2 separate regions of the Mus musculus genome follow, and region 1 is linked to region 2. Evidence: chromatin contacts called from public Hi-C data. All regions are on one chromosome and are shown on one strand. The core of a region is the stretch at or near the end of the contact, and the rest is flanking DNA. Distances in the headings are between cores, read along the strand shown. Region 1 overlaps Gm34916 (a long non-coding RNA gene). Region 2 overlaps Smoc2 (SPARC related modular calcium binding 2).

Region 1 (7,293 bases), core at 3,375-5,874, 210 kb after region 2:
TGTCTTGTGAGTACTGAGTCAAAAGGCTAGAGAGATCTATTTACCTATAGCTTCTTACTTTATGCTCAATAGCTTTGGCTTTTTTGTAGTAAATAAAGGGGCTTGAATTACAATCTGTTCAAATTTTTTTCTGAAAATTTCAATAGAGACAAAGAAGATAAAGTCAGTTCTCTCTAGGCTGCAGGGTTCCTGCCTGTAGCCCTTGCTTGAAGTTATCTGCTGCATCCCCAGCACGGTGGCATGCTGAGTTGAGTCCTAGACTAGAGGTGTGTGTGGTTTGATATAGCTGTTTCTACTTCCCACTTACGCCTCGCACAAGGGTCCCTCAGCCTGTGCCAAGAAGCTGTGGCCACCTCTTCCCAGAGTGGAGCTAAAGGAATGGTGGGCAAACCCACACATGTGGGTGGTGCAATGTGTATGGGGGCTCAAGGCATGGGACCAGAGGGACACGGGGGTAGAGATGAGTATAGTGTGTGTCTAAAGAAATCTTCTGTTTAGATTCACTTTTGATTGATGCTTGAGCACTAAAGATTCCATTGCCTACAGCAATGAGCCAATCTAAGGATTCCTCAGAGCCCATCGTCTGCCATGGAAGATGGGTTCGAAGATCTTAATAACTTGCAGATGATCGTTCACATGCAATAGGGGGTGGGGTCGGCCCTGAGGTTTAGACTAGAGTGAAGGAGGAAGAAAGGGGAGGAAGGGAGGGAGGGAGAGAGGCAGCGATTCAGTGAAAGACACATCAGATGCTGATCACAATCTGCTATCCTAGGTAAGCAAGAATGGTCCAAATATTAATGGCAAACATTGTCAGAACAAATAACCATGATAAAGACCCAATTATCTGTTTTCTACATGAAATCCACTTTCAGATGGGGTTATAAAGATACATTCAGATAACACGTGAAGCAATGGAGGAGATAGAGACTGTGCTAAAAATGAATTAAAAGTAATTGGAATGAACACACAAACTCCAAACAAAGTCAACAAGGGTGATGAGAGCTAAGGATCACTGAAGCAAGGGAGAGAGGGGAACAGTTTTCTGCAAGGTTTCTACTGTTTTCTAAACGTCCGGGAAAGAAAATCATATCAGGTTGAAAATGCTGAATAAAAAGAAGGGGATATTCTTCCAAAGACAGTGGTTTGCTTCTTAGCATTTGGGAGTTTAGGAATTTTAGGATTGGCCTGAACCATATGATGAGACCCCCATCTCAGAAGAAAACATGAAGAGGCAACATATAGAAACCGGACCTATGCCCTGAACAACCACACGCGTGATTCTGAGAACTTTGGAAATGAATCGTCTGCACGGGGCTGGAAGAGAACAAATTGTATGTTTGAATCACTACCTTTCAGGCTCTTTGGGTCCCAACCCCCAGGTCTGCTTAGTGCTTGGGATGTGGAGGGCCTTGCTCTACTCTGTAGCATTCTGCAGAACCGCTGAGTGCCAGATGGTGTTTATGCACGGGCTTGCAGACCTGATACAATCAATGAAGTCATAGGTACTGACCCCTCCAGGTGCATCCCGTCTGAAAGTGGAGACCTTCAAAGGCAGGTGGTAGATGGAGCTGTTGGCAGCGGGCCAAAGAATGTGCCCCACCAGCTGTGGAATGGCCCGGCTCTGAACACCCTCTCTTATTACAAGACGCTTGCCACATTCTATGGAATATGTTGGTCCTATAAACTGTAATCACTCAAGGCTCTTCCATGGGTCAGACTAAGACATGAGCTGGATGCCCAGTTCAGGACTGGCTCCAGGAGAGGAAAGAACTCAGAGCAAGAACTATCAAGTGCAGCAACCCCCAAGCCAGACTTGCTGTGGAATCAGAGATGTCAGCACTCGGTCTCTGGGTGGATTATAAGCCTGCTCTGTACTGCAGTGTAGCACGGGAACCACATTGTTACAATGGAGTCCACCTCCAGTGTGTGGCGAGAAGTGACTTTGCATATCATCAAGGATTGTTCTGCAGGGTTCCCGTGCAGCAAACTCATGCTACCTAAAGCAGTGTAAAGATCAGAGGCTTGTGTTCTGTTTAGAGCTAAAGTCGACACCTTCTAGTATTGTCAAGAAGGTTTCACAGACAGACAGAAAGACAGACAGATAGGCCAATAAGGTGCTTAGGCACTGCCAGGGTTGGAGAAGCCTGAACCTGTCTCTAGAGAATGAGACCCCATTTGATTTTTCTTTTTCTTAAACACCAAGAGGAGCTAACAGAGAATATGGTACGTGTAAGGGAAAGAGCTAGACCAGCCTTTTGCACGCCCCTCTCCCAACCTTGCTTGACTCTCACTCATAGGTGAGGATTTGTGTTTCTCTCGGTTCCAGTAAGGCTCATTCCTAAACGAACCATTGGAAACAATCCAACCAGTACTGGTTTCTCAGCGTACAACATTAACTTTAAAAAGATGAAAATAAGGTGTTACATACTCTGTTATGCACGCATCTCTACGAACACTTATAAACAAGCACAAGCCGAAGGGTATTCAAGATGGGAGCCATTATGAAATCCAATAACCGTTTCAGAAGTTTCCAACGTCCCTGAGCTGATCCGAGCAATTTGAAAAAGACCATTTCAAGCCGCTTCTAAATATAGAGAAGTGTACTAAGACAGCTTACAAATGTCATTCCAATATTTTTGAGTATGAATCTCAATTTATAATAAATGGAGATTTACAGAATCGTTCCCAGTTTCTGGCTCGTGCTGACATCAGGCAGTTATTAATGGCTAGGGTAAATGACATTTGAACATACTTTTTATTTATTTATTTTTTTGTGGGGAAGGTAACCCACATATTTAGAAGTTAGTTATATTTAGAAATGACATAAACTTTTGGAGCATTAGCAACAGAAGATCATGATAAATCCAACACTGAAATTACATTTACCCGTGTTTCCCCCGGCATCTGGTTCATATTTAGTGTCAGGGAGATTGGGCAGCAAAGGACTAAAAGAGTACCCGGCTCTGGCTCTCCCTCCACCTGCCTCCTCGAGTGTCCTCTCTGAGCCTGCTGCTGGGTAGGACTTTATCTTTCCTATTGTGGCCACAGTTAGGTGCAGGGCAGTGCAACACTGGAGATTGGAGACCTGGCCCCCAGACCCTGAGTGTGAGCAGCAGCTTCAGCTGGGGCTGGGCCTGATTCTCATTCCCATGTTCCCACTGGCCTCCTCTCTGTCCCGTCTTACTGCATGGTCTTCAAACCATCTCAATACATGAATTCCTGTGCGTGCTTTACTTTGGTTTAAACCCCACTGTGTCCTTTCTGTGCCTGTACAGAATTCCAGAGGTGTCCTTGGGTGACCTCAACGGGGGTCCACCTTGTAAAACTTTGACCTTAGGCCAGATGATGAACTCTTTTGCCTCAGTTTTCTTTTGGTGTGGTATTATTTCCATCATAGACTTACTATTTTAGTAAAGATTTAAAGGATAAATTAAATACAAAGAACTCAGCAGCAGGATTGCTAGCATTCAGAATGGATGGCTAGTACCAAAATGGTCTTTTTTTTTTTTTTTTTTTCCCATTACTTTTGTGGAAATGAAGGGGATGTTGGCAAAGGACGGGCAGGAGCTGAGAAGTAGCTTCACTGGTCCTCTTGGGGACTCAGCGGTGTTGATCTGGGTCCCTGGGGAGAATGGGTAGCACTGTCCTTCCCTGTCCACTATAAACCCAACTCTTTCCTAGGCCCCTACAACCCTGAGTTAATTAGTGTTTGATGGTACAGTCCCTGTGGACTCCTGGTTGACTCCCCAGTAGATATGTAGTCCTCTCTTCCTCCCAGATCACAGAGACACCGATCTCATTCCTGTCTTGAGAATCTATCACTAAATTGATAGATTTAAATTCCCTCCACTAAATTCCCTCCACTCCTTCCTGGGATAGCCTGATCTGTTGACAGTGACAGAGAGCTTAGGAATATCTGAGGTATGAAATCAAGGGCAAAAGCTTCAAGCATCCAGTAGTAACTTCTGAGATGTTAAATGTTTTTCTGAGCCGGGCACTGGTGACGCACGCCTTTAATCCCTGCAGGTGGGAGGCAGAGGCAGGCGGATTTCTGAGTTCGAGGCCAGCCTGGTCTACAGCGTGAGTTTCAGGACAGCCAGGGCTACACAGAGAAACCCTGTCTCGAAAACAAACCAACAAACAAAAATGTTTTTCTGACCTTAGCACGTATCCAGCTTACTAGTGGGTAGAACCTTCTGGGCGTGGCCCGTCAGGCACTTCATGTTAAGTCCGTCTGTCAATTTCTGCCCTGAGCAGTTTTCTTACTTCTGGTCTTACCTGACTGAAACAAGGCACCGTGCTCTGAGGCGGCAGGATGGAGGAGACTTCCAGAAGCCCGTGTAATGGGAGAATTAGATGAAAATACATAATTAAGATAAGGTTGCTATGCTTAGCGAGAAAATTTATGCAAATTACCTTGAAACTAGAAAAGCAAGCCATTTATCTCCAGTTTCAGGGACTCCTTTCCTGTGTGTGAGCTTGTGGAATGCCAGGCTGGACTGAGCTGGAGCCTTGTGGAGTGAGGCTCTGCCTGGTGGGCAGGAAGGAGCCCAGAGACTTAGAGTAGAACAGCAGTGGGGTGGACAGACTCACAGAAAGGAGCCTACAGTCTTGCTGACTCATCGACAGGTCTGGGCAGGGTGTAGTATGAGAAAGAAAAATCGTAGAGGCAAAGTGGCTTTGAGAGTTTGGGAACCAAAGGCTGGCAGTATGTGTGTATGTGTGTGTGTGTGTGTGTGTGTGTGTGTGTGTGTGTGTGTTGATTGTTGCTTTGGATCCAATTTGGGAGACATGGGAGAAGTGGAAGTAGCCAGCCCTGGGATGGTGTGCAGTTCCCTTCCTTTGCTGGACTTTCATACAGAGTGGCAGATAGCAAGTAAAGTCACCCAGTACAGAAATGATAGAATAAAGAATAATAAAGAATACGGACTAACTGTGAAAGAGCAGGTTGATGGTCTGTGACCGTGGATATGACATCTGGCAGTTGGGTACAAAGTCATCTAGAAGAATGATTTTCAACTTCCCAGTATGGAGCCCAGGGGTCTGTGTGTGTGGCAATCAAGTGCCTTGGTGTTAATTGTAAAGACTGCAGCAGTGTGTTACAGTGGTAGTCTATTCCATGGAAACACGAAGGAGAGACGCTCCCTGGGTGCAAGCCAGGAGCTTTACTCTACAATGTACTTTATAGGTCTCCGAGAAACAAGCCTGGACTCCGTTCAGAAGGAAATCACGTCAAATCAGAGCTTCCTAAACAGAAACCATAAATACTATGCTTTGATTTGCTTGTGTCGCATAGGAAAGGGAGGGGGTGTGCCCTGATATGATCTACCCGGTCTCTCCTCGTTTTGCCCAAGCCTACTTTTACTTGGGCTTGAGCCTACTGTGATGAAAACAGTCCCACCAGCTATAAGAACACAGCCATAAAAGATAGGTCAGAGGATTTTCCGCGTGACTAGACTATATGTACTGTTGGTGTATACATAGACCTAGCATGGCTCCTGTACATGCCTTTTCCTTTAGTCCCCACCTGAACCTCCAACCCTAAGTCCTTCCTTGGGAGTGGATGAAGCTAAACATTACTCATATAGAGGGCATTCACAGGCTGCCAGATGCCTCTGAATGGTTTTTGATCTTTTAAAGTTTACCACATGCCTGAGTTGAAAGCATTATGCTTTTGGCTGTATGCATTGCTCAGCACATAGGTGCTGATTGGAGCCACTGTGTTTCCAGTGATGCCAGGAACATACCCCCTGGGAGTGGACACTCCTGGCTGCCCTGCTCTGATGGAGAGGAGACTGTGTAAACTAAGCAGAGGTTTAGAATGGAGAGAGGATGCAGGCTTCCTCACAATGCAATTCCAACCATTTCCCTTACTACTTCGCATGTGTCAGACACACAGACTCACTGCATGGCTAAGGATCCAGATGCCAGGCTCCTTTGAGATTTTGTTCAGGCCCTAGAGATGCTAGGAAAAAATTTCCAGGGTCACACACTTGCAAGATGTTTGAGGGAAGGCACTACTGTAAGCACAGTGGTCATGGTGACTGTGTTACCTTCCAACGTTCTTTCTATCACCACGCTCTGTCTGGTGGCACTAGAACCATCTTAGGAATCTTAAGTCCAGTTTAGAGAGCAGTGCAGCCCATGAATTCCGTGGAGGTGACAAGCTCTATTGCTGGGTGTTTTCCTCTCTACTGACAATGAAGTTACTTTTGCTCTTCCCAGTGAAGGAATAATTCCAGAATATTCTCCTACCTACTTCCCCTCTCATGGACCTTCAGTACAGGGTCAAGATCAGAGTCCCTGTAAATGATTCTTGTGGGGAGGTGTAAAACAATCAGGAGGAATATAGCTAAAGGATGCAGAGCCAGGCACTGCTCTATGGCAAATACAGCTTAACTGCCCATGAACGTTATGAAGATCCTCTGGGCCCCAGAGAAACAGAACCATCTTCTGTTAAGGGTATTCTGTTAATAATCCACGAAGAAAACACACATGACATATGTGTGTCTGTAATCACACATGTGCCAGATGCATTAATATGAAATGGCCACTGATAAATCACAATTAATGTATTGATTCTATCTGAATTTTTTTTTTCTGTTCCCTGTATAGAAGACATCAAAAAAGCAATAGTTACCTGGTATATGAAAAGATGGCTAAATGATATGCCAAAAAGAAAGAAAGAAAGAAAGAAAGAAAGAAAGAAAGAAAGAAAGAAAGAGAGGGGGGAAGGAAGGAAGGAAGGAAGGAAGGAAGGAAGGAAGGAAGGAAGGAAGAAGAAGAAAAGGAAAAGAAAGAAGTGGAGGGAGGAATTTGGAGCTTTTTAGGTGGCTGTTAAATGAAATGCATCGCTTTGTGTCTTTCGGCTTGAAGCATCTCACAATGCATACCTTACTGACGTCTATTTTCACCGTGTGATGGATGTGCTTTTTCAATGAACATTCTATTTGCACCTTGCTGTTGGTTTAGGTGTTAGACCCACCTTGCTTTGAGTGTAGAGAAGAACCCACTGGGAGATTTTGAGGACTCTGGTCACATGCTATGTTGTAACTCCCTCTGGAAGGCACGGTGTGGTGTTCGGTGTGGTGTTCATGATCTTGAAGCCCTTTGGTTGAGGAAGAAACAGTTGAACAACCTGCAGCACGTCCTCTTTTTAGATGAGCCAGCGCCCCCTGGCGCTATGGCTCCCCTGAGCTGTCACAGATGAGCTTTCACTGCAAGAGGACTGAGGTTAGAAGCAAGCAAACAGCACGCAGTGTTTTCTTTCTTGGTGGGTGTGGGGGGGGGGGA
Region 2 (6,977 bases), core at 4,477-6,976:
GGTAGGGAGTATGGCAGCATGCAAACCGACTTGGTGCTGGAGAAGGAGCTGGCAGTTCTATATCCTGATTGGCAGGTAGCAGAGAGAGAGGGGGCGGGGATTGCGAGAGCTCGAGGGCGAGTGACAGAGCGACAGACATTGACTGAGCCTGGGCCTGGGCCTGGGCCTGGGTCTGGCATGGGCTTTTGAATCCTTGAAGCCCATCCCCAATGACACAGTTCCTCCAACAAGTCCACACCTGTATGGGTCTATAAGGGTCATTCTTGATCAAACCATTATATTCCACTCCATGGCTCCCACAGTCATGTAGCCATATCATAATGCAAAAATGCATTCAGTCCAGCTTCAGAAGTTCCCAGAGTCCATCACAGGCTCAATACTGTTTAAAAAGCCCCAAATCAAAATCTCTTCTGAGCCTCAAGGCAATCTCTTGGGCTGGTTCTACATCCTGTTAACAGCTCTCCTTGGCAAGTATCCCACAACTCGGTCATCTCCAACATCTTGGAATCTCCAACCAAATCCAGGCTTCACCTTCAGCTTTTTGCAATGGCCTCTGAGCCTCCATGTAGAGGCAGCCCTGAAACATGCCTGGCCTAGGAAGTTTTCTTTAGCTTAGAAAGGAGAATCTATAATTCTTTTCTCGTATTCTTAATTCTAAAGCCAGAACCACATGGTTGTAGCTGCCAACTTTTCTTGCTTGTCGGAGCTGGAACTTGGCCCCCTCGTTCACTTACATTACACCAGCTTTCTATTGAAGCCAGGGTTTTTCACTACTTAAGCTTGTCTTTAAATGCCTTTCACAAGTTGGGAGCTTAGGTGGGTGGAGTCTTACCCCAAGCTCACCACTCTCTTTATTTCATTCTTTTTTGTTGTTTTTGTTTTTCGAGACAGGGTTTCTCTGTATAGCCCTGGCTGTCTTGGAACTCACTTTGTAGACCAGGCTGGTGAACTCAGAAATCCACCTGCCTCTACCTCCTGAGTGCTGGGATCAAAGGTGTGCACCACCATGCCTGGCTTATTTCATTCTTTTTTAATTTGATTTTTTTAAACTTTTTATCTCCTTGAGCACTGGACTTAGCTCCATTATACTTCCTACTTCTTTTCTCCTCCAATTGTACATTTTGTAATTTCTCTTTGTCTAGCTTATTCCTCTTCATTATAGATCTGCATAAGAATGATCACGGTTAACTACACAACACAGTCAATATTAAGGTGTCCTGAAATCTCCTCTGCTAATGTTAATCTGAAACTCTGCAGTTTAGCCTCAGGCAGATTTTTTTTTAGAACAGGGGAAAAAAGCAGTCCTATCCTTTGCCAAAATATCACAAGAGTAGTCTCTAGGCTACTTGGAGATTGCTTAGTGTGCTGTGGTATCTAGTTTTCTGTCCTTGAAATATCAGGATATAGAACTGCCAGCTCCTTCTCCAGCACCAAGTCCTTTTGCATTCTGCCATACTCCCTACCATGATGCTAATGAACTAAACCTCTGAAACTATAAGCCAGTCCCAATTACTAACCCAAACTTAAAACCAGAAAATCCCTTTACTCTCTGTTCTGCCAAGCATGTCCTGGCATGATGCTTGGGATATAAGAGATGGCACTTCCAGGTAGCGATGCTGGTCTCCCAGCAGAGACACCACAGATGGAGATCTTGTTTGGATTCTAGAGTGTGTTACCTGCTCTTGGATGCTTCTAGAACCATTAATACTCCTGAAATCAGCCAGAGAGGGATAGACTTCTCTAGGAAGGAGGAGGCACTTTTGGATCAGGAGGGCAATTGGCTTCCATATCATCAGTTCTGTGGTTTCTGTTACTGTGTTCTCCGTGTCTAAGAGCTAGAAACCCAAGTTCTGTAATGTTTCCTCTAACTCAACGCTATCTAGACCTGATAATGTTATACTCATTGCTTCTTAAAACAGTTTTCTCTTATGGCGCATGCAGACACTTAGATGTAGGTGGTGGATATCCATGAGTTCAAGGACAGCCTGGTCTATGTAGTGAGTTTCAGGCCAGTGCTACAGATTTAGACCCTGTCTTAAAAAATTGTCTTTACATGTGCAGTCATCATGTTTCGACAGCTTCTGCATTTCTTTCTGTATTGAGACTTTATCATAGCATTATGGAAGCATGTTAGAACAACTTGAGTCTTATTTATTTTTCTGTTGCAGTAATTTAAAACAAACAAACAGACAGACAGACAGACAAGACAGACAGACAGGAGAAAATCAATTTAAAGTAGGAAGAGTTTATTGTAGCTTATAGTCTGGAAAGATACAGACCACCATGGGGAAGACATGACAACAGGTAGGAAGGCTTGATGACAGAAGCAGTAGGCTGGCTGGCCACAATGCATCCATACTCAGGAAGCAGAGAACAAACAGGAAGTGGGGGCAGTCTATGCCCTTGTGACCCACTCCCTCCAACCAGGCTCAACCTCCTAAAGATTCCACAACCTCTGTAAACATCACCACCACCTGGTGACCGAGGGTTTAAACACAAGAGCTTTTGGGGGACATTTCTCCAACTGCGGCCACTTCATATTGAAGAAAACCACTTGGATGAGTAATAATAGTCCTATGATGAGCCATGGAGGGGACTATTAAGTCAAGACTGTGTATGGGCTTGCTTGGAGTACTGGAACACAACACCATCCCACTGGTTCCACAGCACTATGTCCTCCAGACATTGACCTAGGTGGACCAAGGTTCTGAGAGGGCTCAAAGGCTTGGTGGATCACAGCCCCACTCCAAACTCAAGCAGCTTCCATTCCAGATAGACCCTTAGAGCACCTCCAGCAGATCTCATCTACCAGCATTTGCCCATCCATCATCAGTGGGCCCCTGGCTAGTTCCCAGTGTCTCCTTTCTCCTTTTAGCCTGTCAACTTTGTCAAAGATCTGACATACTCATATTTTTGTCAGACCCCATATCGAATTGCCCCCCTTTATTTTTATATTGTCCATTCGATAATAAATAGGATCTGGAGCCATTCTGTGGAGTCCCCTTTCCTTTAAAACTGTTTAGGCTGACTTTACTCTCAAGTTCTTGACCATAATAGAATCAAACTCAGGGATACCTTTCTATAGTCCCTCAAATGACTAGGCTGCATAAAATGGCCCAGGCAAGATATAACGTATAGGCCCAAAGATCTGTTCTAATGTGCTATTAGCTGGGAGAGGGAAGGTTTGTAGAAATTGTCTGTAGAAAGAAGGAAGTGATATGGGCTACTATTGTGTACAAATTGCCTTGTTGCTTAGAAATTAAACAAAAACACAACACATATAATTTTCTCTGCCGAGTTCAACACAGTGTTTTGTGGGTTGCATGTACATAAAGTCAAGGTGCTCTTGGTTAGGTGGAAGTACCCCCAAACTTGGGCCCTTCCCTTGTTCCCTTGTTCTTGGGCACCTAGAGACCACATGAAGCTGTTGGATGGCTGTGAAGGTGGGGGAAGGGTTTAGAGAAATCTGGCAGTATTTGGTAGGGGATGGTGAGTGGCTAGGTTTGATGCAGGATGCATGAGGGGGTGACTCCACCCTCTCCCCTTGCTTGGCTTTATGGGAGTCTATTAAATCTCATGAACAAAGCATATTTGTCATAGTGTGTGTATAACACTCAGTCTGGCTTCTCTGTATTTGTCCCAGAGGACGAATTTTTCCAACTCCAGCCCAATGAAGGGTGCACCTGCAATATGTTTGTTTCCATGTTAGCCACTGCCTTGTGTGGGAAGGAAGCAGAGTGGAGAGAGAGGCCAAGAAGAAAACTCATCCTGAATGCTTGGCTTACCGGATGCATTAGCAGGCCAAGGAATGGTGACTGGCGCAGAGGGACAGTAAATCCTTGTCCGGCCCCAGCATTCCTTTCAGAACTGTGGTTCCATCTCAGTGAGACTCATCTGTTCTGAGCATCAAAGCCAGTGCTGTTAGGACTGGGCTGGGGGACATCTCGAGGTCCCAGTGCCTCCCAGGTGAACACTGAGACTTTCCCCACAACTTTCTGGTTACCGTGATGGATGGATTTTACTGGTGTCTCTGGAATCCAATTGGCAGAATGGACGTGACCAACCATCAAAGTGATAAGATTAAACTAAATAAAAAATGTACTTCCCCACTTTGAATAGAGTATGTGAAATGTATTTCAATAAAGCCATGTAAATATTGTACAAATGTGCATATTAATATCTATCTATCTATCTATCTATCTATCTATCTATCTATCTATCTATCTCTTTGTATCTATGTATCATCTATCTATGTATCTATGTAACTATCATCTACCTATGAATCTCTATGTATGTATCATCTGTCTGTCTGTCTATCTATCTATCTATCTGGGAGCCATTTAAGGTTATATTTGCCTTGTAGCTGACTTTAGAGTTCCCTATTTATTTCCATTTTTTTCTTTTTTCTTTTTTTGTTTTTTGTTTTTTCCACTGGCTGTCCTGGAACTCACTCTGTAGACCAGGCTGGCCTTGAACTCAGAAATCCACCTGCCTCTGCCTCCCAAGTGCTGGGATTAAAGGTGTGTGCCACCACTGCCCGGCTTATTTTCATTGTTAATCAAGGTTTATTTTTCTCTTGATATTCCAACATGGACTCCTCTTACTTGTATGTTTTTTTTTTTTTTTTTTTTTTTTTGTGCTGAGAATAACCCTCAGGGCCTTGCCCATGCTGGGCAGTCATTCATGACTGACTTAAGATCAAGGTAGTCTTTTCTTGAGTTCAGTGTACTGTCATGTAAAAATCCCCATGTATGTGAACTATAGGCAAGATGGTTTTGTCAGTCTACTTCCATTTGGAGGAAGCACCATTTCTTTTAACTAAACAAGCTGCTGAGTACTTCTCATTGGAGTTAACCCAGGAGTAGAGTGCCTGCAGGGTGCCCTGGGGATATTGCTGTGGTTCTTCATTGGCTGACATAAAATAGTCCTTGTGGCTCACTGAGATCAAAGGGAAAGTTTGTGTCCAGGACAAAAAGAGGCACTCCAGGCCTTTGTCTTCTAGAGAGACTATAGCTTGCAGCTGGGGTGTGTCTGGGACTGCCTGCCTTGTGAAACCTTGACTACACACAATGGGATGTGCCTCCTGCCTAGAGAATTTCACACCTCTGATCTGCATTCATTCATTCATGCCCACTAAAATTTGTTCTTCCTCCAATCACTCCTGTCCATTCCAGTTTCTACCACAAGCCACTGCTTCCCATGGACGGGAAGCCGCATTAGCTGATCTGGCCCTTCTGTTTAGCTCCGTAGAATTGATTAGCCTTGGCCTGATTTGTCAGGGGTGGGGTGTGGGTGAGGGTGGGGAGTCGGGAGAGCGGGGAGATAATCTTTACCGGAGAAGTTAAGCACTGTCTTGCAAGTTCTGGGGTTGGCTCCTAGCAATAGGGTGTGTGTTTTGTGGGGCCAGGGGTGTTAGTCCCTATAAACTCCTGCAGTCTTCCTGAGCATAGAGAAAAGGTCCTGGCAGGGGAGAGTATGCAAAGCCGAGGAAAGGAGCAAAGGAGCCAGCTTTGCTGGGGTCAGTGAATGTTTTTTAAACAGATATGGGTTCACCAGTTTACACAAACACAGACGTGGCTAGCCGAACCAAAAAAAAAAGATCCATAGTGTGCAGAGGGTCAGGATTCAAGAACTGGGCAATCTTCTACATCTCTCTATTTGTAAATGGTCCTGAAATCAACAAACTTGTGCACATCAGCTCCCCCTGCAGCTCTGAGCCTGCCCTGAGGCTGGATCACAAGCACTTGTGGTGAAATAAACAGGGCCTTTGGTTCCCGGACCAATGGCTGGCCAGCATACTGACATTTACAGAGACAAAGGGTGCTCACCACATCGCCAGTGTGCCAAGATGCCTGGTTGCAGCCTCATTAGAAATGATTTCTCTCCTGCTGACACCCCCCCACCCCCCCCCAAGCAGAACGGAAATTTCCAGTTCCTTCAATGAAGTAGTGCGTATGTTTCTTTCCTGCCTTTGGGCGGGCAGACTAAATTAGAAACAATAATTTTCTCTGCTTGATCCACTCAGAAAATACACATGAAAGTCAAACAGGTTCATGTCCCCCCCCCCCTTCCCCAGTAGTACCCTTTGCCAGGGGTGGTGCTTTGTGCCCCGGGGGAGCTGAGACTGACCCCATCAGAAAGCCAGGTGGGCCCAGGGTAGCTTGACACTCCATACCACTTATTCTTAGCTTCAAATCTGCATGTGGGTTTGCTTCTAGCAGTTCATAGTCCCACTGTGACTTACCTTGTGGGCTATGGTTGCTCCATGTGGTGAGGTGAGGTCCAGTTTCTCTGCAGGACAGAGCCAACAGGTCCTTTTAAACAGGTCTCCTGCCCCCAACCCAGGCACTCAGGAACTGCAGCAAATCTTTGTGATACACAGAACCCCTGCTGTTCATTCTGCTGCGCCTTTGCTCTCTCATGAAATAGACGAACTGTTACGCTATCTTGCCATGAATGTTTTGAATGTTTGATTTGTTATATCAAAAATCTAGTTTTTAAACAATCTCCACCAACAGCACAGTGCTTTTTTTTTTTTTTTGGACAAACAAAATTTTTAAATGAATTTCAGTTCTAAGATTCCACGAGGACTTCTTTTCTGGCTTAAAAAAAAAACTGTCAATGAAGTTATATTAGCTAAATCTAAAGCCAATGATGTCTAAACCTCATGAGCTAAATGTATTCTAGCTGTGGGCTAGCTGTGGCTAGGTGTGGGCTAGCTGTGGCTAGGTGTGGGCTAGCTGAGGCTAGCTGTTGGCTAGCTGTGGGCTAGCTGTGGCTAGGTGTGGGCTAGCTGTGGCTAGGTGTGGGCTAGCTGAGGCTAGGTGTGGGTTAGCTGAGGCTAGGTGTGGGCTAGCTGTGGCTAGCTGTGGGCTAGCTGTTCTTTACTCTCATTTGAGTCACCAGGATACAGGGTAGTTAAGGAGTGTGGGCTAGCTGTGGCTAGCTGTGGGCTAGCTGTTCTTTACTCTCATTTG

What was found. Hi-C and Micro-C count contacts between places; a contact is called where the count stands out from the background.
Region 1: a Hi-C map of 8-cell embryo shows a contact between it and region 2, with 2.8 times the contacts expected there. The contact joins two enhancer-like sites. A contact is called at or near these places in 1 of 15 datasets of contacts at CTCF or cohesin (the NIH/3T3 cell line), 57 of 484 Hi-C or Micro-C datasets (8-cell embryo, the AML12 cell line, the C2C12 cell line and 28 more), 6 of 115 datasets of contacts at active chromatin or transcription factors (embryonic fibroblasts, embryonic hindbrain, embryonic stem cells and 1 more) and 1 of 9 other capture datasets (embryonic stem cells).

Annotation. Positions count from the first base shown.
Region 1 is chr17:14,509,122-14,516,414 of GRCm38.p6, forward strand. Gm34916 (a long non-coding RNA gene) reads right to left here. Exons shown (of 3, transcript XR_385417.2): 2 at 6,986-7,108. Among named protein-coding and RNA genes, the nearest start is that of Gm34916, 9.7 kb to the right of the region's middle. Within about 2 kb of position 4,625, at least 7 of the 459 cell types and tissues checked have an H3K27ac peak or open chromatin away from gene starts, as enhancers often do. A contact at or near this core is called in 8-cell embryo, where this site is marked.
Region 2 is chr17:14,296,800-14,303,776 of GRCm38.p6, forward strand. All of the region lies in intron 1 of Smoc2 (SPARC related modular calcium binding 2), which reads left to right. Among named protein-coding and RNA genes, the nearest start is that of Gm52280, 20 kb to the left of the region's middle. Within about 2 kb of position 5,727, at least 19 of the 459 cell types and tissues checked have an H3K27ac peak or open chromatin away from gene starts, as enhancers often do. A contact at or near this core is called in 8-cell embryo, where this site is marked.